Regions from separate parts of the Danio rerio genome. Here region 2 is linked to region 1. Evidence: chromatin contacts called from public Micro-C data. All regions are on one chromosome and are shown on one strand. Each heading gives the region's core, a stretch centred on a gene start, on an enhancer-like site or on the middle of the called end of the contact. The rest is flanking DNA. Distances are from core to core; before and after follow the strand shown. Region 1 holds the start of ssh1a (slingshot protein phosphatase 1a). Region 2 overlaps coro1ca (coronin, actin binding protein, 1Ca).

Evidence for each region. Hi-C and Micro-C count contacts between places; a contact is called where the count stands out from the background.
Region 2: a contact with region 1 is called in a Micro-C map of caudal fin, with 5 times the contacts expected there. The contact joins the enhancer-like site here to the promoter of ssh1a in region 1. A contact is called at or near these places in 4 of 18 Hi-C or Micro-C datasets (caudal fin, embryo, hematopoietic stem cells and 1 more) and 2 of 4 datasets of contacts at active chromatin or transcription factors (caudal fin and embryo).

Annotation. Positions count from the first base shown.
Region 1 is chr5:20,934,566-20,937,265 of GRCz12tu, reverse strand. It overlaps ssh1a (slingshot protein phosphatase 1a), which reads right to left and starts at 1,262. Exons shown (of 16, transcript XM_005165198.6): 1 at 940-1,262. The coding sequence starts at 1,020. It also overlaps a transcript of dao.3 not described here.
Region 2 is chr5:21,126,272-21,128,971 of GRCz12tu, reverse strand. coro1ca (coronin, actin binding protein, 1Ca) reads right to left here. Exons shown (of 11, transcript NM_201295.1): 4 at 481-610. Among named protein-coding and RNA genes, the nearest start is that of selplg, 22 kb to the left of the region's middle. Within about 2 kb of position 1,396, at least 4 of the 62 cell types and tissues checked have an H3K27ac peak or open chromatin away from gene starts, as enhancers often do. A contact at or near this core is called in caudal fin, where this site is marked.

The sequences.
Region 1 (2,700 bases), core at 13-2,512:
TTTTATTAATTTTCATTACTGGAGTACTACATTGGCTTAATTTGCAGAACCCATCAAGTTAGCTTGTGTGGTAAGATATTAATCTAATTTGTTCCTTGAACAACATTCCAAAAGATAGCCCTAAACAAAACTCTAGCTAAGAAATATAACCAAGAGAGGATTCTGGTTTCTTTATTTAATGAGGGTATTAAATAAAGACAATCCACCACACTGCCCAAAAATAAAAACACCAGTAGATTTAGACAACTTTTTAATGTGTTTTTGCTTTGCAATGCACCTTGCACAATGACTCAAGTCAATTACACGACTGATCACGTGATGTCAACACAGCAGTGACCAGCATCAAATAAAGTAAAATTATAGACAGTTGACATCTGAAGTCCGAAGACGTCGTTAATTTCTCCTGTTATCACTGACAACTCCTAAAGCGGTGGGTAGTTTATGTAAAGTCATATATATTATCTACACAACAAATTGCAGGACAGCCTATAAACAAGCCATTAGCTCAATAAACATCTAAACATCTAGCAATAAACAGCTAACATCACTGCCAAACACTTTCTATTGATGAAAGACTTGATCAGCATCCAACACAACAAGAGCATCGAGCTCCATCCAACCACAACCATAAACACTGCCTGTAAGTTGTCTACTCTACAGCACTGATTAAACACCTTCCCAAAAGATGAATGTGAATGATCAAGTAAAACTGAGGTCAATAACATCAAGTAGTGCAGAAAATGCCCAAGTGTGATTTGAGCAGATAAACACGATGACACAGCGTTCAATCCCACATCTATCCTGATGGCATCCCGCTGTTTAGCTCTACCTCCTGAGCTGTATTAGCATCGGGCCTACGTGAGTGAAATATATAAGCGTCCCGTTATGTTTTTATTGAGGAATACATAGTTCCCACACCTCGTGCTCGTTTCCGCTTACCTCCCCCGCGTTGGTGGTGGCGGTGCTGGAAGTGGACGCGGCGCTGGGAGTGGGCGAGCGCTGCAGAGTGACCAGAGCCATGGATGGAAACCTCCCAGCACAACGGCCAGTCTATCTGTCACAAGCTAAACCGGCTAGCGGATTTCCCCCGGCAGATCTTCGGGGACTGCGCTGCGACTCCACGCGCTCGCTGTTGTTAAAATGCCATGGCTGAGCGGCTCGTTTGTATCGTTGATTCCGTTTTGACATGAGCTGGATGTTGTTTTGGTGCTTCTCACTCACTTACTACCGCATGGGGCTCAAACTCGCACCGCTACTGATGCCCACAGTTGTTCATTAGCGGTGTGTTCGTACGAATCGGTGTTTTGAATGAATCTTTTGATGTGAACGTCTTTCTTTGCTTGTCGCTGTTCAAAGTGAGTGGCTTGCGTTCTGTCGTGATGATTGATTCTAGCAGGAGCCAATAGCCTTCGAGTGTTGGATGTGGAGGATGAATATCATTGGTTGAGATTACTGAAGGAACACGCCTTTTACTGAGCGAGTCAGTAGTGTTTTGAATCACGTTGAATATTTGATTAAACATGGAGAACTTCTCCTGTGTGGAAAGTATCAATCTTAGGCTTTTTTAAAAAGCTATACACTGCAGTTGACAACATTAGTTTAAAGTTAAAATAACTTATTTGAAGATGTTTTTAAAGGAGTGTGTTGCGGTGGTAATCGATTCAGTCGAGTAGTGAATCAGTTCAATTGGTGAGTCGATGACTGAAGTGATTCATAATTGCACAAAAATACATATTTGACAACACCTACTGGCGGAGCGATGTAATAATTCAGGCCACTGCTGTCACTGTGTGTAACCATTAACTCAAAATCGATTTCAATCCTAATCAAACAGCTGATCCAACTAAAGATGTTCAAGATTACTAGAGACTACATATTAAGCAGGTGTGAGTTGGAGCTGGTTGGAGCAGAGCTGCTGCCCTCCAGGAATTTGAAACCATAAGATATAGTTATGGAAACAGACCACCTTTTACTTTCTCTGTATTTAGTGGATTTACTTAAGTGTGTTTGTTATTTGGGTTATTTTACAACGGTCTGATAACATTTCTTCCATATTTCACATAAAAATAATTGTTATTAGAGCAGTTATTTTTTAGAATATGACAAACGGTCAGAATAAATAAATAATAATTAGTTTTTGTGACGGAAAGTCAGTTATTCCATATAGGAATTAGGGTTCTAGGGCTTGTATGACTGTAGTAGGTTATACATTCAATTAGGGGTGGACTTATAAGGTGGACCAATAAGCAAGGTAAGCAACTGCTTAGACCCCTGGGAAATTATGGGGGCCTGACCAATGCCAAAAATTAAAATTAATTATATAACTCATGAAAAATTTTGTCAAATCTGTCTATAACCATTAATGTTTTGATGTCATAACTTCTTTTCAAAACCAGGGGCCCTCGTGAATAGTGGAACATTCCTTAAATACTGCACATGATACAAATCTTAAAATCTAATCACAAATATGGCTGAATAACTGTACATATGGTTAGTTTGTGAACTTGTTTTTCTCTTTTGTGTGATTTTATTGTATTTAATTTTACATTAAGAAGATAAAAGTTTTTTTAAGTGTTTTATATAGAGCATTTCTTGTATATGGCCATTCACCCAAAGTGCTTCAAAATCATGAGGGGGAACTTTCCACACCACCACCAGGGTGCAGCATCCTCTTGGATGATGTGACAGCTGCCACAGGAC
Region 2 (2,700 bases), core at 147-2,646, 190 kb before region 1:
GGGAACTACAGACGGTGCAGAAAAGCGAACGAAGACAACCCGCCTTCTTCTTCTGTGAATATAAACTTGGTGTTTAGTCCTAAGAAACACTCAGAGAGCCTGATGTGTTTTCTTGGATAGCATTGTATAACCAATAGGACACATTTGGGTGACCCAGGGCCCTAATCGAATTATTCATTTGTACTTAATAAATTACTAATATTTTTTAATTCTATTTCTGCCTCCTGAGTTTGTATTGAACTCGCATGGAATAATAGAACACTTATACCAACAATTGTCAAAGTTCAGTCTTTTCTATCCTGTCAAATGTTGAAATTCATTTGTTTAGTGAATAAAATAACGATTTATAGAGGCAAGCTAAAAACTATCATGTCTAAAATCTATATCACAGATACTGAGCAGTTTTTATCTATTTAAGTTTTTTTTTGATAGGCATTGATTAGGGCATCTATTCTAGATGATTGCCGAAACCTTTCATACCTGCACTGAGGAGGACGTTGCGTGCAGTAGGATGCCAGGTAACAACTCCCACTCTTTTTGAATGACCCTCCAGAACCACCACTGGCTCTGACATGGAAGTCACCAACCCGTTCTCTGGGATCTGCCACACCTGACAACAACAATTAACACATCTTAATTTTTACCCCTTGTAATTTGTTGTAATTAAGTGATGTGGTGTGTATTGTTAACTATGGTTGTTATTTGAGTTGCCAGAAATGCAAATATTATTATTGTCATTAGTATTAGTATTATTATCAATGACAATTATTATTATTATTATTACTACTACTAGTAGTAGTAGTAGTAGTAGTAGTAGTATCAATATTAATAAAAAAATAATAATAAACAACAACAATATTAATAACAAGTAAATAAAGAAATAAATAAATAATTGTTAAGTTATTTTAAAATAATAAAATAGTTATTATAATATTATTATTATTGTTATCATCATCATCATCATCATCATCAATATTAAATTTTTATCATTAGTAATAATAATAATAAGTAAATGAATAATAAAAACAAATATATATATACTAAGTTATTTATATTTATTATTTATTATTAATAACTATTATTATTATCATTAATAATAATAATTAGTATTATTATTATTATGACAAGAAAAATAAAAATCATTTTTATAAATAAAAATAGGCATTATTATTATTTTTATTTAATGCAATTACTTTGTAATCCCTTTGTAATCCCAACGCTCGCACGCACGCACGCACGCACGCACACACACACACACACACTAAATCAGCACTGTATCACAAGAGCGGTTATCAATTGCATTATGATCCCAAAATCTGATGAAAAAAAACATCAAGTTGGACATTTATAATAATCACGAAGCTCCAGAAGGTGGCAGCAGAGGACAAATAAAGCAGCGATTTATCACTCAGCAAGAAAACAAGAAACACAAAGTATAGTGTTGTACATTTAGCTTTATATAGTAGAAACACTGTACTCTCATGTGATTTAGAACTTCTTAGAGCCTCTCTTTGACTTCAACTCTTCCTCTACGTGTTCATTTTCAGCATTTATTCAACAGCTCTTTGAAATAATTCATTACGATAGGACAATTACTGCATGAAGTCGTCTTAATTCTGTATTTATCAACATCAATATCATCATCACAATCATAACCGATGAAAATACCTCCAGCACCTTTTAGCCAAAAATAAAAATTCTATCTTTATATAGTCATCTTCAAATGGTGACAAACCAAATCAGAGTATTTTTTTCCTTCTTCTGAACAAAAAAGATGATATTATTACAAATATTTGATATCGGTAGCCATTGACTGCCATATAATAGTAGTTTTTATTTATTTTTTACCTACTATGTCCTATCATTAACGAACATTCTTCATAATGTCACATTTTGTGTTCTATATAAGTAAGGGTAACACTTTACCTTAAAATGTTGTATTGTATAATGTTAGGTAATTTATTTACTAACATTGATTTTTTTGTGACCGAGAAAGAAAATTAAAATTGAGTGCATTTTCCTTTTGGATGGATGATCAATGATTATACTTCAAATGTTATAAACCTGAGAGGGAAGAATGACAGACTGTACCGTGCAACTCAACATTACACACTGCTGTTTTTCTATTCTATGGCCAAATAAGGGCTAACAGAGTGATAAATGGATGGAGAGCCAACAAGACTGACCTCACAACTATAAAATAGTAACCGCAGATTCAATGACTTCAGGCTGGGCTTAAACTAATGTAAAACAGTGGAGAAGAGCAGGCCTCCAGATTTGCTGTGTTCACATGACAGAATCTATTAAAGAAATCTCAAATCCAAACATCAATAAACAAGCTTCAGAATGACCGCAGGGGTTGCAGAACACATCAAAAATACAGCACAATAACGTTGTCTGGTTTATTGCAGGACAAAATGAAAACATCCTGAGCTGCACAGTAACGTGAGAGTAACAGAACAACTGAGGCAGAGTAACATGTAAAAGCAAAGGTGTTATTTAGGAAGTTGGATTTCATTCTCAATTATAACATGCTATACTGAATAGAATACTTAGATTTCCTTTAACAAATAAATTTAGTTTAAAAATATGCATTACATTTTACAAAAAACATTTTATAATATTTTAAAGTATTCATATTTTAATATTCATCTATTACTATATACTGTAGGTATTACTTTATTTATAAAAGAAAGCTGT